2 separate regions of the Rattus norvegicus genome follow, and region 1 is linked to region 2. A link is a contact called in public Hi-C data. All regions are on one chromosome and are shown on one strand. Each heading gives the region's core, a stretch centred on a gene start, on an enhancer-like site or on the middle of the called end of the contact. The rest is flanking DNA. Distances are from core to core; before and after follow the strand shown.

Region 1 (4,107 bases), core at 1,149-3,648, 53 kb after region 2:
CCGGAGCCGAATCGAAGACAGGCTTCCATGGCCTCCTGCTCCAATCCTGATCTGTTAGTAGCCAGCCTTCACCTATCCTGGCTTCCCATCTCCTCAACTGCGGAATCCCTGACTCTTTCTTCTCTTCTAGCATCCTGGACTAGGTCACACCAAGCAAGCCATCCCAACGTCAAGTGTGGCTTTCCGGGAGAATGGCTGTGATTATGTGGCCGCTGCTGAATTCTGCGTGGCTTTGGAAATCAGCCAAACTTGGGAGTCCCTGCCTTGGCCATCAACATTTCTACTGGAACAAAGAACTTCGAGAATGCTTCCCACTTACACAGGCTCTCAGAATCTCTCATTATACCTCCTCTGATGACCATCACAGAGGGGCGTTCAAGAACATGGAGGTGTCAAGAATGAGAAACCGGCAGTCACTATACCAGACTGACAGGGGTCCGGGAGCAAGGCCTGAGCTTGTCTCCAAGCTGACAAAGACTCACAGAGGACCCAGCATCTCCTCAAGCTCTTTCCTTTCTTCTTCCTTTCCCAACCCCTCCTAGGTCTCATGTAGCCTAGATCGATCTCCATCTCTTGCTGCTCTTGTCTCTACCTCCCACATTTGGAATTACAGGTCTGCACCTCGGCTTTAAGCTCTTTCTTTCTCTGCTGTTTGTTTTTCCTTTCGTATTTTTATGAAACAGGGTCTCCCTATGTAGTTACGGCTGGCCTCGAACTCAGCAATCCACCTGCCTCAGCCTCCCATGTACCGGGATTATAGGTCTGAACTATCATACATAGTTGCTTCTTCTCTTTCTTTTTCCTTTCCTTTCTTCTTTCTATGCCCCATGCTCCTCTTCTTTACTATTATTTTTCCCCCTCTATGTTTTGGCTTAGGATCTTGCTCTGTAGCCCAGGCTGATCCTGAACTAACTATGTAGCCCCAAACCAATGGCATTCTTCTTGCCTCCCCTGTCCTAGAGCTGACATTTCAGTAGTGAAGCACTTCACCTTGCTCTTTAGGCTCCTTGTCCATGGATCTTAGGAACTTTGATGCTGCCAGAGGCTTTCAATAGAACACAAAGATGGTGGGATTGAGGAAGGTCGGAGAGGAAGCCACCTAGGGGCTTTAGACTAGGGGCCTATATGGGAAGCAAGACTCCTGTTCCGGGCCACCCAGCTGTCATCATTCTTTGCCGGGAGTCAGAGCCTGACAAAGCAGGCAGGACACAGGTTAGAGTAGTAGCAGGAACCAGACCCAGGGCAGAGAGGAGTTGACTGAGCCTGCCCTGGGAGGCTGGTTGAGCGGTGGTGTGGCGACACCCTGTGGTGAAAATGGGAACTACATCTTGGTTCACTGAAAGGTCTGGGAGGTGCTTTAGGCAGCAGCCCCTACTATGAGAAGCAATGACGCAAGCTCAGCTACTGCCCACCTTCTAGTTGCACTTACTAGAAGCCTTACATTACCCCCACAAGGCCTCAGTTTCTTCACCTGTGAAATGGGATGTACCAGCAGGTTGTGCTAGTCAAGGGGACAGATGCTTATCCCAAGGTCTAGCATGGAAAACCAGTCAAAGAAAGGCTGGCCATCGCTGGAAAGAGGACCTCTTTCCCATGTCACATAGTTAGAAGGGAACCTACTGTGTTTTACTGGAAGCAGAGTTTGGACCCCGAGCTGATAATGGTTCTTAGGGTGGAGAGAGTTACATATCATCTTAGGTGGGGCGAAAGAAAGTCGATTGGCCACATCTGGTTTTTATTATATTTTTTAGCAAGCCTGCTCTGCAAACAAGAGAACTGGATCTGTGGCCCCTGGCGTGACTTGGAATGATCTGTCACCCTTCTATTCTTTTTAAAGATTTATTTATTTTATTTATAGATGGTTGCAAGCCACCATGTGGTTGCTGGGATTTGAACTCAGGACCTCTGGAAGAGCAGTCAGTGCTCTTAACCACTGAGCCATCTCTCCAGCCCCACCCTTCTATTCTTAAAGAGGAGACCACGGGCTGTAGGGATCCCACTGGCCTGGGAGACATGAGTTAGGGCCATGGAACTGGATGCTACCTCAATCCTCTATTTCCAGACTTGGCCAGGGGTGGGTGACAGTTGTGTGTGTCTCTTTTGAGTCCCTTTGTCACCCACCCAGCTCTTATAGGAGTCTCCTGAGAGACCTGGGCCTGAACACCTTCCCTTTCTCTCCCTTGTGCATGCTTCTCCAAGGAGGACAGCCAGGAAATTGTTGGAGAAAGAAGTTGGGTGTGGCCTTATGTATCTGTGACTCTGATCATGTGCTCTAACTGTTTTCAGGAGAGCTGGCCCCACACCAGCCCTTGTTTTCTTCCTTCATCCTGAAGAGGAACAGCCCGAGCCAAGAATGAGCTGGATGAATCAAGCAGCCACTGGCTGAGTGATTCAGGCCACTGGGGGTGGGGTGGCCTCCTGTGCTGGGATCCTGCCCAGAAGCAGGGTGGGACCTCTCCTTGTAACATGCTAGAGCTGGCCCAAGGAGACGGAGCTCTTGGAGCTCAGGTGTCAATGGTCTCCCTGCCCCACCTGCTCTCAGTCCTGGGACATTTGGCAGGGCTTGTCCATTGTCTGTACACCTCTGTGATGGGTAAGGGGTCTGAGATGTGGCCATGGTACGGCAGGCAGCCCACTCTGCTGCATCATACCTGGCACTGGCCAGCTCAACCTGTGAGGCAGCAATCTGGATCCTAGGGTCCTGGCATCTGTGCTCCTAAGAATGGCATAGAAAGTGGGGCTGTGGGCTGGGTTGAGGGAGAGCTGGAGCAGAGAAAGGAGTTGCAAGTCTGGGTGGTAATAGGGACTTAGGGAAATGGGCAAGGTTAGGAAGTGGGGAACCAGTATGGTTGACGATTTCTGTGGGAGACCAGAATTCTTAGCCAGAGGTTAGAGGATATAAGTCCTACCTCCAGAGAGCAGAGTCCCGTGGGTCACATACTGCGCACATGACCACAGCACGGTCATGAATGTACACATGGTCAAGACAGACCTATGCTCAGGCCTAAATGTGGTCTTACCCTTCTTGCTGGCTGAGGGCAGTTCACCACCTTGTTCAGTGTGTCATGGATGCTATATTTTTTTACCCTGACAAGGGTCAAGAAGATCTTCCTTAGGGCACTCTGGGAATCAGGGGTTGAGGGGGGCAGTACCTAAATCCTGCCAGCCACAGAAGCTGCCACATTAGCAGTTGTCCCTGCAGCCGATAGCCTCAGGCTCCAGGCAGAGGCCCGCTGTTGCTTCCTTCATTGCTCTGGTGCTCTGTGGTGGGCTGGGCTTGTCTGTCAGGGTGGTCTCTGCCCTGTAGCTAGTTATTTAAAGTCCCTCTAGCTCAGGGAATTGTCAGTGTCTAGCACCCTTGTTCCTGTTCCTCACAAGCTGAGTAATCCTGGGAAGTTGGTCCTCTGGGCCCCTGGTTCTTCACCAGATTGGTGACAAGAGAAACCTGCTTCAGAAGACACTTGGGAGCAGAAAGTGTGCCACTGTGCCCGGTTAACAAACTCTTGCTGATTGCCTGCTCGGTGCTCACTGTGAGTTTACAGAAACGTAGGAATTCAGTCTGATGCCTACCCCAGGGAGGGGCCACCCTTCTAGAGATAGAAACACTGACCCTGATAGAAACCGTACCCTGGGCGAAGCCCTACCCCCAATACATGCAACAGAGGAACCTGGTTTAAAACAGGAACCTTGCTGGAATATGTGTTTGAGAGCAGCCCTCTCCCTGCTACAGGGAATCCGAGGGCGATCATAAAACACATCCCGGCGCTGGCCAAAAAACAGGTCTATGTGGGGGAGGGGGGCAGCCATCAAAGCCTAGCGAGCCTAGGCAGGTCGGTCAGCGCTGGGAGCCAGAGAGGCCCAGGCTTCCCACCGCTCCCACGGACCGACAGCCACGCTGCAGTGCCTCACATCACCGCACCGGGGCGCACGTCTGCCCACCTCTCGGTCCCTCTTCAAGCCCCCTCTGTCGGCCCTTTGTCTCAGAGGTTCTTTCTACATTTCACTTAGGAAAAAGAAAAAGATGCCTACCGCTTGAATAGCGTTTGGAGATGACCTCCCTTGGACTGAGTAATTTGATTTGCTTCCCCAGGCCAGTGGCCATGAAGG
Region 2 (4,443 bases), core at 609-3,108:
CCTGTTTTCCCCCAAAGCTGCATGCCATTTCCTGGCTCCAGGAAAGGAGTGGGCATCATATTCTGACTGTAGCCTCCCTGCTTGACCCACTAGCAAGGCTCCAGAACACCTAGGACAGTGTGAAAGAGCTCCCCTGCTTTGAGAACATCTGCCCAGATGTTAAGATCTGATTGAATCCAGGCCAGATGGAAACCTGGCTTCTAGACCTTTCTTTGCCTGGAGTCCCCTAGGATGACTCACCCAGATGTTGTCAAAAGCCCAAGACAGATGGCACAACTGGGCAAGAGAGAGGCTTAGGGTCTGGGCTGGAACTCCCAAACTGGGAGTCTTCCATAAGGTCCTTTCTCCAGGGACCTTCAGTCTGTAAGGAAACACTGGGGTATACAGCAAGAAGAGGCCAGGCAGGGTCAGGGAGGGTTGCTGAAGTCCTGTGTGTAACTGAGGTACATGTAGGCTTGAACATATAGCTAAGATATAATGCTAAGAACCAGGACTCCCTGCATCGGATGCTGGCCTTGCTGCTTCTGGCCAGTAACCATGTGTAACCTCCAGTGAATCTATGTGAAGTCTCGAGTCTCAGTTTCCATACTTGCCAACAAGGCCAGTAACAGTACTGCCTTGAGAGACTGCTTCGAGCAATGAGACCTGGCCAAGCTCAGAACACACGCTAGGACTCAGTTTCTCCTGACACTGCAACCCCTTGTTTCCAATGCCATCTACTCCGGGCCTGAGAAGTGGTAAAGACTCTTCTATAGATGGACTGGGGGCCCAGGCAGGTCCGATGACCCCTGTGAGGCTGGCACGCATCATCGGGAGAGCCCTGAGGACAATCCCAGAGGCAAGGCCATGAAGGAATGGCCGGGTCCAAAGGCCCTGTCATTAAAGGACTCCTGAGGTAAAGAAGGCTGACTTCACACAATCAGTTTCAGAGCCAGGGTGAAAGGCCTGGAGTTCAAGTTTATGCTGACAGCCGTGGAGGTGAAGGATGGATAAGGGAATAGCTGTCCTTGTGAGGATGGGCGGGGTGGGGGTGTGTGTGTGGAGGATGGGAAGGCTCCCCGCAGTGAGGGCACTGAGTCAGTGTAAAGAATGCAGGTCTTTCCAGCCTGGAGTGTGGTTTTAAGTCCTGCCACCACAGCCCCACCCCATTTTACTGTCCCCTGAGCATTTAATGCCCTCTAAGAATTATCACACTCTTTACTATAAAGCACGGGCTGGCATCCCGTGCTACTTATGTACTGAAACACAGTTTCCAGAGCGAGCAGTGCTGGGTCACTCCCTGGTCCTTCCTGCAAGCCCCTTACTCTGTGGGGATGCCCCGCCCCATCTGTCCGTCCTCTTAGGCCTCAGCTTGCAGGCATCACCGGTTCTGACATGGTCCTGTGCTAGGACCTCCAGCTCTACACAGCCACCTTCCCAGTGCCCTGCCTGCCGCATTTACCTTCCCTCCCAGGAGCACATCTCAGGGCAACGCACCCCTGCCCACTAGAAGATGGAGGGGGTCTCTCCAGAAACATCTAACCATGCACAGACCACTGAGCAAGAAGAGTATGAAGGGGGTTTGAGAACAGCGAGAAGCGGGGCGTGCACTAGGCCCGGTGAGATGGAGAGGGAATTGGGGTGGAGTCTGGGGGGTAGGTGGGAGGTGGCTAAAGAGTCGGATACCAAAGAGGGCAGGATTTAGGATCTAGGGACCAGCTAAAGAGTCTGGGCTTAACTGACTTAAAGGTCACTGGAAGTCACTGGTGGGTCAAGCCTAGGGCCGGTATGAAGTCGGCTTGACACTTGACTGTGCCCCGGAGAGTATTCCCTGACTCAAAAGCCAATCACTGTCCTTGCACTGCAGTGACTCATCCAGGCCCTCTGGGGTCAGAGGCTCCAGCCTGTTTATGTGGTAGCCAGGAGCTAGCACAGGGCAGAAGTTCTACACTCACTGGCTGAGTGAATGGATTCTCCCTCCCAGCCTTATCTTCTTAGCCATATCTATGGGGAGGGGATGAGGGGCTGCACTCCTGCAGGTCTATTAGCCCAACATCTACTATTTCGTGTTCCAGAGGGGAAACAGAGGCAAGGGGCTTTACTAGTCGCACAGCAGTAAGGCCAGCAGTAGAGACTCAGACCTCCCAGCTCTCGGGTCAGGACTCTGTGTCACTCTGAGGGATGGATATTCCACTCCTCTCTCTGCGCCTTCCCCAAACCGGTCCACCTTTTGAGACCCACTTCGTTTCCCACAGTGGGGGTTTCTTGGGTTCAGCTTCGAGGAGGAGGTTCCACAGGAACAAGGAAATGATGGCAGGCAGCTGTGCTGGAAAAACACCCATGACAGGAGACACCCTGTGTGGGCCCTCCAGGCCACTTTCCCGGAGAGGCCCACAGAGCGTTTCCTGCTGGCGGAGGGAGGCCTGACCCGTGATGGGTCAAGGCTGGAGCACCATGGCTTCCCATAGCTGCCTTTCAGACTGGGTCAGGGAAGACGGTAACACACTGCATGGCTTGGGCCACTGCTATCGGGCTCCTTCTTTATTCTCAAATCAAATCAAGCCTGGGCTGATGCACCCAGACTTAGCCTGGCTTTCCCTGCCCTCAGGCCACAGGCTGCCATCTTTCACACAGATCTGCCGTTCCTCAGTCTCTTCTCCTCACAGAAAGGCTCCCATTACACACACGCATACTCACACAAACACATGCACACACACTCAAACACACCACGGCAGCTGAGTTCTCTTCCTCAGCTTCTCCACGATGAAGAGTCAATCCCACACTTCAGCCTCATTTCCTTGGTCTCCTGTGTCCCCCTCCCTCTGTGATTCTCCTGCTCCACTTTCACACGCAGCAGGCTCTGGCTCATACACCCTCTCACCCACGGCCTCACCGCTCTCCTCACGAAGGCCCTTCAGCCACACATCCCAGGCTCCCAGATCCCAGCTCCTAGCTTTCAGTGCTCTCAGGATGCCCCGCTGTGGTACACATTCTAGAAGCTTCCTGGGGCATCAGGCAGCTAGGTGCTTAGTCTCAGACTGCTGCTATCACTTTCCATTACAGAGCAGATGAAAACTGAGGGGACCCAGGGAGCAGAGCTGCCTTTCCACGGTGTGTGTGTGTGTGTGTGTGTGTGTGTGTGTGTGTGTGTGTGTGTGTGTGTGTTTGTGTGTGTGTGTGTCTACATGCATGTATGTGTGGCACAGCCCAGGCCAGAAGCCACTGGCCACTCGCTGCTCCAGGGCCTCCACAAGCAGCAGCTACCCCCACTCTGCTAGCCCCAGCCCCCTTGCTACTGGACAGTTGGGGCTCACAGTCTCTTGGGAATATGCTGTCATCTCAGTCTCCTCATCACCAGACCGCGTGACTCTGGGGCCCAGGCCGGGCCAATCTAAATATTTATTCCTCCGCTCCTGGCTGGGACTGCTTCATGACTAGACAGGGCCCAGCTTCATTAGGGTGGGGCTGGGGACTGGGGAGTTAGAGCGTTCCCTAGCCAGGCTGTTCAGCGGTCAGGAGCCCCTCTGTAGCTCTGCCTTACTTTCCCAGGAGTAGGAGTAGATGCGCTCAACCCAGAGGCAGGATGCTACAGGAGACTTAATGCATCCCCCCACTGCATACACAGACCTCATCCAGGCCTGGACAGAGGCTTCTTGTTATAGGGTTAGTATGACTATTAGCCAGTACCAGTAGCCCTCACAGCCAGTCCCCAGACCTCCTAACAGCCCCTCGTGCTCTGTCAGCCAAATCCCAAAGGTCACCACCATCCCGACTGCCCCAGAAAAACAATGTGAGGCTTTATGTGGATCAACTGCTCCCCACAGTCTAGCTGACTCAGGGCTCCTGATACAGGGTGTCATACTTCCCTGGGGAGATGCAGTGGAGGGGCCAGGGGCCTGCTTGGTGGCTTGCATTGGAACTACACTTCTTATGGGTCCCTGGCTCTGCAAAGCCCTCCTCCATCACTCGGAAACGGAGTCTAGGCTCAGAGACACTAAATTACATGTTGCATCACACAGCTAGGAAATAGCAATCAATCAAGCAATCAATCAATCAATTAAATTGAATAAAAAATGCAGAGAATAACTGGACGTATTTGGGACCTATTTTCCAAGCTAGCCTGGTCTCTCACCCTCCAGGACCACCCCCGCACTGCTGAGGAAGCCGGGGTCCCCTAACAGTTATGAGTCTGGGAGACAGGGCCCATACGAACTGCAAATAAGGAAGTGTTTGTAGATTCTTGTGCACCAGGGTTCTTCCGCACTCCTGCCACTCCACCGTGTGTTTCATCTTTTTGGAAGGAACTTACTCAGAGAGCTGGAGTCGCCCAGTTAGCCAGAATGTGGTACAAAGATCTCCAGGAGCTAATCCTGGGTTACCACCAGCCAGCCGTCATAGACCTCGTCACCAAGGTCGCTTTCAAGCTCAGTTTGTGCGTCTGCAGGATGAGGCAAATGTATTTCA

Evidence for each region. Hi-C and Micro-C count contacts between places; a contact is called where the count stands out from the background.
Region 1: a Hi-C map of Schwann cells shows a contact between it and region 2, with 3 times the contacts expected there. The contact joins two enhancer-like sites. A contact is called at or near these places in 9 of 12 Hi-C or Micro-C datasets (the A7r5 cell line, the Rat2 cell line, Schwann cells and 5 more) and 1 of 1 datasets of contacts at active chromatin or transcription factors (oligodendrocytes).

What each region holds. Positions count from the first base shown.
Region 1 is chr8:52,551,178-52,555,284 of GRCr8, forward strand. No RefSeq gene overlaps it. Among named protein-coding and RNA genes, the nearest start is that of Trim29, 26 kb to the right of the region's middle. Within about 2 kb of position 2,399, at least 15 of the 93 cell types and tissues checked have an H3K27ac peak or open chromatin away from gene starts, as enhancers often do. A contact at or near this core is called in the A7r5 cell line and Schwann cells, where this site is marked.
Region 2 is chr8:52,498,408-52,502,850 of GRCr8, forward strand. The region is part of intron 1 of Oaf (out at first homolog); the gene reads right to left. Among named protein-coding and RNA genes, the nearest start is that of Oaf, 8.7 kb to the right of the region's middle. Within about 2 kb of position 1,859, at least 37 of the 93 cell types and tissues checked have an H3K27ac peak or open chromatin away from gene starts, as enhancers often do. A contact at or near this core is called in the A7r5 cell line and Schwann cells, where this site is marked.